Regions from separate parts of the Hordeum vulgare genome. Here region 1 is linked to region 2. Evidence: chromatin contacts called from public Hi-C data. All regions are on one chromosome and are shown on one strand. The core of a region is the stretch at or near the end of the contact, and the rest is flanking DNA. Distances in the headings are between cores, read along the strand shown.

What was found. Hi-C and Micro-C count contacts between places; a contact is called where the count stands out from the background.
Region 1: a Hi-C map of seedling shows a contact between it and region 2, with 2.1 times the contacts expected there. The contact joins the promoter of LOC123408626 here to the enhancer-like site in region 2. A contact is called at or near these places in 2 of 6 Hi-C or Micro-C datasets (leaf and seedling).

Annotation. Positions count from the first base shown.
Region 1 is chr7H:45,889,464-45,897,179 of MorexV3_pseudomolecules_assembly, reverse strand. It overlaps LOC123408626, which reads right to left and starts at 5,595. Exons shown (of 13, transcript XM_045101686.1): 1 at 5,316-5,595; 2 at 5,145-5,221; 3 at 4,968-5,048; 4 at 4,379-4,507; 5 at 4,192-4,278; 6 at 4,041-4,094; 7 at 3,535-3,625; 8 at 3,372-3,442; 9 at 3,215-3,284; 10 at 3,034-3,086; 11 at 2,928-2,949; 12 at 2,487-2,584; 13 at 9-327. The coding sequence starts at 5,580. The coding sequence ends at 244.
Region 2 is chr7H:45,847,305-45,854,078 of MorexV3_pseudomolecules_assembly, reverse strand. No RefSeq gene overlaps it. Among protein-coding and RNA genes, the nearest start is that of LOC123408626, 41 kb to the left of the region's middle. Within about 2 kb of position 1,653, at least 3 of the 3 cell types and tissues checked have open chromatin away from gene starts, as enhancers often do. A contact at or near this core is called in leaf and seedling, where this site is marked.

The sequences.
Region 1 (7,716 bases), core at 4,346-6,845, 39 kb before region 2:
AATGCTGATGGAGAAATATCGGTGCACAATTTTTGTTCGATATATCAGACCGGCATGTAGAGATTAGGTAGTAAGTACTGCTAGTAATGGCGACGAAGCTAGGCCAACCGATCCCGGTCTTGGTCAGCAGGGATGCCGAGTCCGTAACGAGAACAAATTTATTGAGGCCATGCGTCGCGCTCCATGAATTATGCATGGTAGGAGTACAGCCGCCATGTTCGTCAAGAACCGAACCGCCGCCTTCTACAGGAACCGGTCGAACCAGTCGCTGGCTTCCTTCACCATGCTCGCCGTCATCCGGTGCCCGACTCCCGGCTCCGCCATGAACTGAAAATTGTAGCAGCAGATAAAGATGCCGTCAGTGATCCCGAAAGCCGCACTTTGTTTTCCAGCACAATACCTTGCTGTTATCCCAGATCTGCACAATCGTGCACTTGTCGCGGAGAAAGATGGGCGCCTATCAACGGAATAAAGTTGAAAAGCAAAGAAATTGAAAAAAAGAGAGGAAAAGTTGCAACGCGACGTATGCTGGCTGGAGAGAAGGCATCGATCAACCAGGCCAAGATACGTATACCCTTACCGCATTAGCGAAGAATTTGAGCGTTCGATCCCCCGCTCGTTTCTGGCATGTGGGGCCTGAGCGAGCGCCCTGGCCCCACCTGGTTTCAGCATTTAGGGGGGCAAATAGAAAGAGGTGGTCCTCCTCTCCACGGGATGAAAATGCATACAGAAAGTCGAGGTCTGGCATTTGGTTTCTAAAACAGACGGTGGACCAGGCGTGTGTAGCTGGCGGTCAGTACCATCTCCCCATCGCTTACCAGCAGTAATCGGTTTTCTGCGCATTGTGTCCAAGAATATGCCGGCCGGCTTAAATACAAAACAGAGGAAAGAAGTATGTGGATTTTTTCTTTTAGGTTTGTTGTTATGTTTTTGGATAGAGCTGGTCTGAGAGCAAGTAACATCTGTTACAAGCCCAAAAACAAACTACATTGTACTACTCCCACCGTTCCTAAATACAAGTCTTTTAAGCGATTTTACTAGGGGTCTACATACGGAGCACAATGATTGAATCTACACTCTAAAATATGTCTATATACATCTGTACATGGTTCACTAGTGAAACCTCTATAAAGACTTATATTTAGGAACGGAGGGAGTATATCTTAATATTTCCATGTTTGCATGGGACAAAATGTGCATTTTGAATAAGTATTGTGTGAGTGAGATTTAAACAATACTTCCTCCCGTTCCATAATTCTTGTCGAGGTTTTAGTTCAAAATTTGGAGGGAGCAGTAGATTGTACCTTTTTTTTGAAAAAAATTACTTGCTTTACCGGTCGCACGCATGCAAAATATACTTAATTAGTGGTAGTGGTTTAATATTTTTTTTACTATAGTTGCAACAAAAAGGAGACCTAGTCATTGTTGTTTATTTTCAGGCATGCATCCGTGATTTTGAAAGTTGAAGTTGCCGTGATGTATAAAGTAAATAATGTATTTTTACAAAGATTGTCCCGGTTGAACTTTTCTCATGTTTACCATGCATCCATTTAACTGAAATCGAGAACATTCTATATTTGGTTACGACGTGTCATCTATTCTTATTACTGAGATTGCTTCAACCACTTCAATTTCTTCAGCGGGATAACTCACACTAAACGATGTCCTCCTACCTCCTTCAGATGGGAATGATCACATTATGGGCGGCAATGTTGGATGCGTAGCGCTGGAGGCGCGGCGAGTTGCGGTAGGAGACCAGGCAGCGGGATTGCGATGAGTCCAGGCAGCGGCCTTGGGCGTGGAGCTCCCAGGGTGGCACTCAAAGAGGAGGTCGTGGGGAACAGATTGGAAGGTGAGGGAACCGTGGACTTGTTTTCGAGAGAGCTTTGCTTTCGGCACTTGCATTTGTAGTTAAGACGACCCTATCAAATTAGGATTACTAGTACTATGCCATTTGAGTTAACAACTGTCAGTTGACTTGGGATTCGTGCAGAAAAAGTCTGGGCAAACATAGAAGCACACCTCTTGGTGAAAAGTAAACATACTGCATGTCAAAAGAGAGACAATTTTCAAATTTTATTTGAATGCCTTTTTTATCCAGATGGCACCCATTTCTGTAACCCATAGCATTTTAATTACATTGTTAGCTAGGTCTAAGAATATATCAGATCTAAATTTCCTGGAGAAAGTTTGTATTTAAACTTGTACCAAACCCATTGTTAGCTAGCTGTAAGCCTAAATGACAACTTTACAAACATACAAACATATTGATGTATGTATAATGCATGATTCTTAGTATTCCTAATTATTATTATTTTCCAGCAGGTTTAGCCATATAACTCGACAAAGGTGAATACAAGTTTGAGAAGTATTAAACCAAGCCCGTTACAATTTTTAAAGAAAATCTCGTCTTCATAGGTTTTAACTAGTGAGAGTTCATATGTGGCCTCCAAAGAGCGGTAAAAAGATAGTAGATTGCATGTTACCTTGAACTTATCGGCAGAACCAGCTTCTTTATAAGCCTCAGCAGCTTTGGAGGCAGGTTCTTGTAGACCAAGGACTGGGCAACGAGGGTCGTCAGCACCTGCATGGTAATTTGTAAATGAAATTCCAGCAGCAAGGAACATGCTCAATTAACATTAATTTTTGAACGAAGGGTTAACAACAATTCTGGCTCAACCATAAAAGTATACAACTAACATATATACTGAAGACTGGAAGCCCCAGCCCTGACAAGTGCTCACTGAACTCATAAAAGAGAAGTGAGAGACTTTTCAATATTTTGGGTTATGCAACAAGCCGATAAACTATTGGTCGAAGCAGAAGCACTCAATAAGAAATATGATTGGTTTTACCATTTAGGAGGAGGAGCGGACGTGGTGCAATCAGAGGAACTGAGTAGGGAGCATCAAACTGTGAAGCCATACCAGGTGCTATCTGGTCCCAAACCTGGTAAAAATATGTCAATACACGATCGTGAAACAATTCTAATGGAATGATCAGAAATAAATGTCAAATAAATCAGATAGTCACCTTTCTCACAGCCTCTGCATCTATTTCACTCTTCCCTGAATCAATTCTTGCTTCTACAGGGCAGAGAAAACGACATGGATACTTACATGTAAATGTTCTGAACTGATACAATACATTTCAGTTGTGATCTATATTTTCAATGGCTTGCGCCCAATCTTAAAGAGGATGCATGGTATCTCACCTTCAAATAAAGGCTTAATGCTATCAACTCTAGCTTGCCACATGTCATTATCTATTGCCCATTGAAATCCCTGTAGCCACCACAAAGAGCATTGCTTTACAAGGGACAAATCACAAAACTATGCGCACCCACATCAACAAATTACTGCTGTGTGTACCTGAACACCAATTATTGGAACAACAACACTGTACCGTGTATCCACAAAAGCAGCAAACCATGCATGCATTCCTGTATTCAGCTCCAAATAAAAAAGATAAATTTTCTAGAAGTGAAGTCTATGTATTAATTCAGTGTCATGATGCGATCATGATCTATAATACCTCCAAGTGATTCACCAGTAATCCCTATCCTAGAGGGATCGACATCCTCCCTTGTACTAAGATGATCCCCAAGCTTTATCAAGTCCCACACCTGCACATGTTCCTCACTGAGTATCACAGAAAGCAGGCCTAACATGTTTTGATGTATGATGTACTAGGTCATACAGTAGAAGACAATCATAGGGAGAGAACCAGACCAAGAGAATAAATCCAGAATTCAACTGAAGTGCTGACCCAACTAGTCTAGTTATGGCATCAGTACAGCTGGACTAACACCAACAACAGTGGCTTACCCATCAGGTTAGTTAAAGAGTAGACCACCAAGCATGGCACTGGGCCAGCCCAACTAAAGGCATGTGCCATACATATCCGGTTTGACATTTATTGGTACAGAACCATCCATTTATTACAAAAAATGTTTTGATGGGAAAATTGAACAACACTGTTAAGAGAACTTAAGAACAATCAAAAGATTAACTGTAACAGGTGGAAATACCATACAGTACCGTGTCAAAAATAAAAGGCATAGTGTCCCCATTCTTCCAAGATGATTTCAGTGCCTGTGTTTGAACCACGAAAGTAGGGATGGTCAGTTCAACTGAAATCTATGGATAGAAAACTTCATGAAATCAGTAGCGCACAAAGTAAGTAGATTACGTCTATGTAAGTAGTCTTGCTGCTGGCCCTTTCACCATGATAACGAGAATCGATGGCGACAGCAATATAACCCCTGGAGGCATATGCCTGCAAATGTGCAAGCAAGTTAAGAACACTAACTGGTGCTAAACATTGATGTATACTGCATACGGGCATGCTGGTATGGTTGAAAGAGAAGGAATTTCACCTCAAGCAGTGGACGCAACCATTCCTTGCATTTGTACGAGCTGTGCAGTATTACAACGACTGGCTTCCTTTCAGGAGCAGTGTCATTGAGTTTCAGTAGAAGTACAGGCAGGCGTCCCTGTTCACCTGACTGTTGGGGGGAGAAAAGTGATGAGAAATTCTTCTGTTCAGGGAACAAGAGGCACAATAAAGCCAAGCCAGTGCCCGTTCACTGTAGACTTGACTGGAGCTGGATCTCAGAACCACATTTAATACACCAACTATCAGGCTCTCCAAAAGTGGGTGATTCAGACAGAGGGTCCGAGTGGAAACATGGCGGCAATGTACTAAGCGAAGCACATGCATTGCAATGTCAGCCTGTCTACGACGAGCACTGGCATTGATCTCAAGTATCTTTGGGGTAGCTCAAATGCAGCTGGCTTTCATTGATCTCAAGTTAAACTTGCAGATACGTGGGCAGGCGGTGTGCAGGCGCAATATTCAGAAACAAGCAATGTGCTGCACTGTCTGTACCCACTCCACTTGGCACCTGCGACGAATCGATCGATCGATTGATCGTAGAACTGAGGTATGGGCCAAACAAAGGGTACCTCGGTCATCAGGTAGAAATTCTCTTCGACGAGCTTCTCCTCGAAGTTGTCCACCTCCTTCCTCGGGCACGACTCCATGGCCTGGAAAAAAAGGGATTCAGACACGGTCGAGTCGACCCAGTCGCGTCGATCTGGAAGCTGGAATGTGTTTTGCTCAGATCGACGGAGGGCACTGACCTCTCTCAGCCCCAGAGGCCCGTTGCCTTGGTACAGCGGCTCCTTCACCGGGCTCCCTTGCTCCACGGTCAGAGGCACTGGGGCATTGATCAACTTATTAGTAGGCTGCAGACCCACGGGCGGGCGCGCGGGAGAGAGGGAGAGGGAGGGAGGGGGAGGGGGCCGGCTGACCTTGGCGTTCGCGGCGGCGGCTGAGCAGCACCTCGCGGAACTCCGACCTGAGGTCTCCGGCGGCGGCGGCCATTGGGGCTCCGGTGGCCTCGGTGCGGTCCGCCATGGAACCGGGCGTGGTGGACCTGGAAGTGGAACTGGAGGAGTGGCAGCCGGGCCCCACCGCCACCCCCACGAGGCGTCTCTTCGAGTGGCCGCCCGTCGCGTGGCCGAGGCGAGGCGGGGCCCACATGGCAGCCGCGGCGAGGGCCAGCGCCAGCGCCATGGACCGCCTCAGCAGCATCGACGGCCGATAAGGCGCGAGGGGGCGTGGCGTCCACGTGTTTCGCCAGCTAGCCGGTCGCCGGCGCAGCGTGGGGAGGATGCTCGTGCTCCCTGTTCAAAGTCAACGAGAGAGAGAGGAGCGAATAGTTGGAATGAACAGTGATATCTCATGGATGGAAATTGGGGATATTTATACCGAGTACATGACGGTTTACAAAAAGGGTTGACAAAAGAACAACCGACATGGTAGGAGTATTGATTAATAATTAAATAATTAATACATATTAATTATTCCTAACACTCCTTCTAATCAATTCTTCATCTTGTAAATAGTCATCTTCTTGATAAGAACTTCTTTATAAATAACTTCGTCCTTGAGGATGTTCATCATTCCATCTTGAGAAATCATTGTATAATCTTTAAAGTCTCCTCTAAAAACCCTGTGGGAGAAATATGAGGAGAATAGTGTAGATATGTTGCTAAAACTCTTTTAAACCCTGTGAAAAAAACAAGAAAAAAACGATACAACATATAATGATTATTGTTTCGTGATAACTCATTGAAAAAAACTTATTTTCGAGTTTAGAGAACAATAAATATACCTTGAGTACTTCCTTTAAAAACTCTGATAGGAAAAATAGAAAGTATGACATATGATCTTTGAGCAGATATTTCCTCATTAAAAAAATCATTATGAGAAACTTTGAGAGAAAACTCATAAGGGAAAAGAATGCGATCTCATATGCCATTCAAGACTCCTTCAAAACCCAGTGCGAAAATATAAGGAGAAAATAATATGGCATATATAGACACTTGTGTTTATATTGTCTCGTTAAAAATCTTTTTATAAGACACCATTAGGAAAAAAACTCATCAAGGAAAAAAGAGTACAATATATGCAATCTGATGATTGTTAATAGGTTATAGTTCGGGAGATTACTCCCCCTGAACTTTGCAAATATGGAGGATGTCTCATAGCAATTCCATTGACATGGACATGAGATTGTGTATAATATGTTGGATTATCACAGTATTTTGTTTGCAAATTATTTCCTCACTTTTCTATAACCGTGAGGATAAGTAATTTCTGAGCAATGTGATTTATGATATTGGTCTTCATATTTCTATAGGTATTGAGTAACACAAGTGGAAGTATCTTGATAAATCAAGTTATGTGATTCTCATGAATCTCAACCACATGATTTTGAGTGTGGTTAATCATTCTGCCAAGCCATGCATATTTTGCAATGCTTTTAGATAAATCAATTATGTCAAAATGATAAGTGGAAATAGTAGTTAAAGTCTATTTAGATGACTCTCAGAGAAGACTTTCTAGTGAATTCAGTCGTTGATATGGCATTGCTGAGATCAAATAAAGAGCCAATATAATTACATCATATAATAGTCATGTCTTTTATTTCCTAAAGGGATTGTCCAAGATTTATTGTGAGCTTAAGATATAAGACGATATTCCATATATCAAGCATGTACCTTCTGTTGGGGGTGCACTCTAAACAAACATAGCAAATATGGTGTCAGGCCTGACATAGCTTGCAACCATATGAGTGCTTTGACATTAGTGAGATATAGAACTTCAGGTCTTTATGTCACTTCATTATCAACCCTAGGTGTGTACCTTATCAAAGGTAGTATGACCATACATGTCTTTCGTTGTTATGATATATCCACACTAAACTTCTCGTATATGTTTTGAATATATGTAGACTAATATGTATTCTTGAGAGAATGCTCAAGTTGTAAGCTTAAGCTAAATTTGGTTGAATCCAAATTTTCTGTCTTGAGATGATTTTGTGTATGTTTATGTGATAGCTTGGCTTATTAGGGATGATAGACTACTCATATCAATAAGGAATTCCTTCTTTTCCGGGAGCCCATTCGACCGTCGACAGGTGTGTCTGGAACGTTATAAGTTGGTATCAGAGCCGACCCTCGCGGTTACACGGATGTTTGCGGACAGGTGTGCAGTCATGTTGCTCATGACGTTTGTGACCCGTCGTGGCACACATCATGGTACATGTACTGGGTTGGATGCACAGTCGTTTGTGCCAAGAGGGAACACTCCTGTGGCCCGACGAGGACGTTGGTTCCTCTGAGTGGTGGTGTATGTGATAGCCTC
Region 2 (6,774 bases), core at 404-2,903:
AATTGTGTCTATATACATCTGTATGTAGTTCCTTAGTAAAACCTTTAAAAAAACTTATATTTAAAAACGGAGGGAGTAGTATTGATTAATTAAATAATTAATACATATTAATTATTCCTAACACTCCCGTCCCGCTCTGCCGCCCGAAATCGAATCCCTCCGTCGCTCTCGAATCCGCGGGCGATAGAATTCCAGGGCATGCTATTCGACGGACATTTTTGCCAGGGTATTATTCTACGTATACTATAGTTAAATGTTCCACGGAATACATATTGTGAAAGTGACTACATTTATAGGCTGCTTTAAAAGTTTTATTTCTATTTGGATTACTACCATTCAAATGGGAGATGTCTCACATGAATGCAGTGAGTCCTCTCTCCTTCCCAAAATACTCGTAGGAAGAATGGATGCATCTGGATATATTTTAGCTTTAAATATATTTATTTTTATCATTTTTATGACAAGTAATTTTGGATGGAGGGAATGTTTTTTATCTTTTGTTCTTTTCTTGATTGGTTTGATGCCGCTTATTGGCACAATTCTTTTCGCCAATTCTCATAGAGTCTCGAGAATGATGAAAAAGGGTTTCCCCCGCTTCATATTACTTCCTCCGTTCAGAATTACTTATCGTAAAAATAAATAAAAATGGATGTATTTAAAATCAAAATACATCTATATAATCCATACCTCGAACAAGTATTTTTGGACGTAGGGAATATAAAGCAAACACCACAAACTTCCAAGCATCATATAAAATAAATTGAGTCAAAACGATCATAAGTTCAGATAGGGGCACAGCACAACACACCCCAAAGAAACAAAAAGTCTGGAGAATCATACCTTTCATATATTTATTCCAAAATTGTAAACCCACATTGTGAGAGTCGACTAAAAAAAACTAGGTCCTTTCACCCTATGTGCCTAGATCTATTTATCCTGAGAGTAGATAAAAAAAGTTGTAGAGAGATGGAGTACAAAATTTCAAGAAGAAAAATAAACATTCAACAATTGATTTGGTGTGACCTTTAACAGTTGCCCCCTAAAAGCATCTTCTTAAATTCACAAAGGCTAACTTAGCACATCACTAGATGAATACGTTTTCACAAAGCGACCGACAGTCTTCAAAATGATAGGATTATGCAAGGGCTGCAAATGTAAAGACCCGCTTAGCATGTACACTCTTCATTCGAAATTACTACTTTTCTCGAAAGTGGATAAAAATGAATGATTCTAGAACTAAAATACATCTAGATACATTCATTTCTGCAAAAAGTAATTTGAAACGGATGGAGTATGAAGCATTTGGTTCATCATTTCTCATCATATTAAATACGTGTATCAAATCTACCAGCGTAACTTACAGGTCCATAGCTATTTTTAGACGATAAGCAAAACGATAGACGGACGTCCTTATTTTATCAGCCTGCAAACTCACACAGGCTGGTGCGGGTGAGAGAGAGAAAGGGAGGGGGATGGGGCCGAGTGACCTTGGCGTTCGGGGCGACGGCTTAGCAGCACCTCGCGGTACTCCGACCTGAGGTCTCCGGCAGCGGCGGCGGCCATTGGGATTTGGGACTCCGGTGGCCTCTGTGCGGTCCCCGTGGAACCGCACGTGGTGGACCTGGAAGTGGAACTGGAGGTGTGGCAGCTGGGGCCCACCATCCCGAGGAAGCTTTTCTTCGAGTGGCCGCTCGTCACGTGCCGCACGCGGCCGGCGACGGGGTCTCACGCGTGGCCGAGGCGCGGCGAGGCCCACATGGTAGCCGCGACGAGGGTCAGCGCCAGTGCCATGGCCCGCCTTAGCAACATCGACGACCCTCTTCGCGCGAGGGGCGTGGCGTCGACGTGTTTCGCGAGCTGTCCGGTTGCCGGCGCACAACATCGTGCACGGGGAGCGGCGCACATCGTGGGGAGGATGCTCTCGTCCCGCTCTGCTGAAGTCAAATCCCTCCGTCTCTCTCGAATCCTTTTTTTCAAGAATAATACTTGTATTACTCAATAATCAAGTTCTTACAATCCTCTTGGACATTTTCCAAAACAACATCAGAGGCGACCTAGGTCAAAGTTCAGACCCTCTACTCTAGCAAAACAAGCGAGTTTATCTTCCGATTTATTCTGGTTACGAGGAATAAAAATAATACAAGTTCTCCCCAACCAATCCATGGCTTGGCACAGCTGCCGGTGGCTGGAAATGCGGCGCTGACGCTTTGCTAGGCCTGTGCGGGGTGCTCCCCAACCAATCTATGGCTTGGCGCAGTCGCCGGTGGCGGAAAATGCCAAATCCGGGGGCCGAGACAAATAGCCGCCAACCTGCAACTTTTCGGCCAGCCGAGGCAAGAGGGACAGGTGGATGTCAACCTCGGGCGTGGGGCGGCCTGCCGACGTGATCCCGGTGACTGGTATGACCGGAATCGTAGACGGGTGCCCAGCGGCGGTGGGTGGGGGAATAGTGCGGCTGAAATGTCCCACCCACCAACCGCTTCCGATGTATACAGGGCACCGACGGGGCGAGGGAGAGAACCTGCGTTTTCACGGGTTGGGATGGGCATTTTGCCGTGCCCCGTAAAAACTTTTACGGGTCGGACACGTTTACCGGATCTGATCGGGCTGCATTTTTCACGTCGACTAGTGTTTTAACGGTTAAACAATTATTTTACGGACCAGAGCAGTATATGAGGTCTGCTAGAGATGCTCTAACTGGGCCATCAAACTGCCCCTTAATAAGCATTCCACTCCATGTAATTTCCAAACCGTAGATGCCACATAATTTACGTATGCTGATTGGTGCAATAAAGCTAGGTAATAAATCAATGGTGACCTTGAACAGGGTTGCAACATGAGTTCGATTTCTTAGAAATCAATAATTTTATATGGTGTACTCCCTCCGTTTCAAAATAACTGTCTCAAGCCTTTGTACTAGCTCTTGTATAAAGATGTACTAAGCTTGAGACAGTTATTTTAGGACCGAGGGAGTACTAGTTAAGTGCCCGTGCATTGCCATGACACAACAAAGATATTAATTAAAACATGATTGTAATGGTAAAAAAATAGACATGCATGGGGCAAAAGTTGAAAGCATCAATTAGCCAAAACTTGAAAGCATCAATTATTGCCAAGGCTTACGTGAAGAATGTGTAGTCACCCAGTGATGGCTTCCTTATGGTATTCATATATTCCCAAGCATCAATTAGCCAAAACTTGAAAGCATCAATTATTGCCAAGGCTTACGTGAAGAATGTGTAGTCACCCAGTGATGGCTTCCTTATGGTATTCATATACTAGATGACCCGTTGCGCCGATGGCGCAAAGGGCAAGAGCGAACCAAGTTTTCAAACCGTGCACATTGAAATATTTACACACCGATCATAAAATCATTGGAGCATAGAAAGGCATGAGATCAGTTCATGCGACTCATATATATAGCTTTGGCCACCCATCTTATGGTACTTCAAGAGATCAGTTCATACCATCTCTGTTTCTAAATATAAGATATTTTTACAGTTTAATTAAACTACAAAAATGTCTTATATTAAAGAACGGAGGGTGTACATTGTACATTATATACATGGCACTCGGATTCAGACAATTAAATCAAATATGTGCTATCGACAGTGGTGTTTCAAACATATAGTACACCCGATGGTCCTTTTGTGTTCCGAGCTGTGCAAACCGGCTTACTCATCTATTCATCATCTGCACCATCCTTTACCAGCAACTCTCGTTCAAATTATTTTTTGTCAAAAATTTCCTTGTTGGGATGAGAGCCTCTGCTGGAGGTTGTATCATCCAAAAAGCAAAGTCTACTATGTTTGGGAGGAGCTCATAGCATATGGGAGTTTTGTACATGGCCCGGGATATATGAAAACCCTCCTGAATTCACCATAAAATAGAATAAGATAATGCATATTAAAAATGCAATTTCATATATTCATGTAGTCATGTACTTCTGCTTGAGGACCAATTTGGTGTGAAGACACAGTTTACCCCGAGAAGCAGAAGAAATGTATGGTGTGAGAAATTCATCACATTGTTAAGTTGCAGGAGTATTGTGTGGAACATGAAGATCTAGCAACGTTACTTGTAGCAAGGTCAAATCCATGAGAAAGAAAAGGAGAAATAAGAAATAACTCATAAATGAGAGCACACAGAAAACCAGAGGTTTTCCTTTATGACAGGGTCTTGGCAGTAGATGGAAAGAGCTTGCTCAATGGCAATACTTAGTAAATACTAAGATCAATCAGATAATGCACCAATAGGAACAATTTAAAAAATCTATACTTGCATGCGTATATAGTTTTAAAATAAGGCAATAGCAATGACGCATGGGAAAACAGCAATTCTATAGGTGACAGTTTCTTATAGCTGTATAATATTATGACAATATATTTACCTACCTGATGAGTGAAAATGGCATTACAGTAGGTTGGTAGCATAAAGAAACCATCATGATGGTGGATTTAGCATCCCTTGATTAATGTGAATGTTTGGTATCAATTTGTACTAAATCTCTTGTAGTTAATGAGAGAAATATGACACCAGAGTGGGCTCGTATTATAAATAAACTTAATGTTAGGTAAGTTGGTCACTGATGATGCAAAACCTGGAGGCCGGGGTCATATACTCTTTAAATTCAAGTATGTATCACATTCATATACCTCTTATTAAGACACCAAATGTTACTATATTTCCAAACCAGAAAGTGACATTTATGTAAACATCCATAATTAAAATAGCACCTCACATTAAGATCAGTCATCAGCTATTAACATCTCAGGGGGTATGTACAATTGATCCAAGCAAAGCACTCACCGATCATGAAATCCACATATCCGCCAGCCTCCCTATTTCAGACTATCTACTCCATTGTCTCCCTCCTACCGACACCCACAGCCCTGTCAGTGAATTGTAAGCAGAATAAAAATAAATCAAACAACAATTGATCTTCTACAGAACTACAGAATATGAAGAAACTGAATCAAGAAACCAAAAGAAAAATCTGAATAAGATTACTCACAACGCATTCCTCACCTCACAAATGACCTTGTGTTTCTTGTCTTCCATGCCATTTCTTTTTTTTAGAAAAGGAGGGTTACCTCCGGCCTCTGCATCAGCACGATGCATACGGCCCCTTTATTGCAAATAATCAAACGGAATCCATGCCATTTCTACAAAATAAGATTGTACAATGAAGGAGCAGGAAATCAATCTTAGTTGCACAGAGAAAAATATTTATTTGCTAGAAGAACTTTTATTGCTGACTACTGTTCCATATAATAAACTATATGTCTCCATTGTAACTCTGATTTTGTTTGAAAATAGTTCCCCCTGCAGCAATGTTATACTGAAAGCAGCGGTCCGGTCGATGAACCACGTCACCGAGTAGGCAGCAGTAATCAGTCTCACATTGGGAAAATGTATCTATTAGCAGTGAAAACTGAAACCCTAAACTACTTTATTGTGAGTTGTACTACATACGTATTTATAGCATTCTTGTTAATACAGACCAAGGAAAGTTTGAATACTCACATTTGAATTGTTAAAACTAAAATCTGGAATGAAATTACTTAAACCAAATAAGAAACATGAGATATGTCACATGTGTGGAGCTAGGACATGTTAAATGGTGTGTATAAGCTTGGATAAAATTAACTGATATAGTACCAATGAAGATAACATACAAGTTGAGGATTAGGATCTAGTATCTTCTTGATGAGCTTATTTGCTGTTGTCAAGAACCAAGATGGGAAATTGGAGCCTGCTTTGTATATCTACATGAACAAGCAGGTTATCTTTCAGGCACTTCTTTTTTCTCGCAAGAAATCAACTTACTTTTGACAAAAGAAATGTAGTAGAACTTATTCACCGTCTTGTAAAGCGGCATGAGATTTTAATATTCGAACGGAAGTTATCTTACCTTGAGGACAAAAAGAATCACCTTACATGACCACAAATCCACCTTGGCACCATCATAACCTTTGTTATTTTTAACCTGTACATCAAAGAAAGTAGTGAAAAAATTGAACAAAATATTCACTTGAATGAAAAGAAGTACATAGCTAATTCAAGGCATGGATGGAAATTAAGAACCTTGGGAGCAATACAATTGGGAGTTCCACAAATTGTATGTAGTATCCATCTTCCTAAAAGATAGCAGAAAGATTTGAAAAAAATAATCAGCAGATTCTATTGTCTGATTCGAGATAGCCATCGCTGTTAGATAAATATCAATACACAAAACAAAGCCAAAAGCACTGGGAAAAGCACTAAATTTTGCATCATGATTCAGACAATTTACGTACTCTGCCGTGAGCCTGTGATAGGGAGCTCAATCCAAAATTTTCTGCTTGAGTGTCGTTAGCATCAAGCAGAGGATTTTCAGGATGATATAAGAAAATAAATGCTATCAACCTACTTTTCTTTCCATAGAGCACACCAGTAACCAGCACCCCACAATAACTTCACATCGTGGTGATAGACACATCTGCGCACTATGGCAGTAGTCGACAATGTTGATCAGTTGCTAGAAATATTTCCTTTCATCATCGTTCTCTTTCAACCTCTTGTGTGAAGCCTAGGCACGGATCACAACAAATTAAGTATATAGACACAGTGGGGAGCATAATCCACCTGTGACAAGCTCCCCTATGTTCCCCTAAACCAAAGAGGAAATAAAATACATGCACATAAAAATTGGATTGATAGTGTGTGAATAAACCTCTCTCTCTCTCCCTCCCTCCCTGGCTCCCTCTCTGTCTCTGCCATGGTGTGCAACCA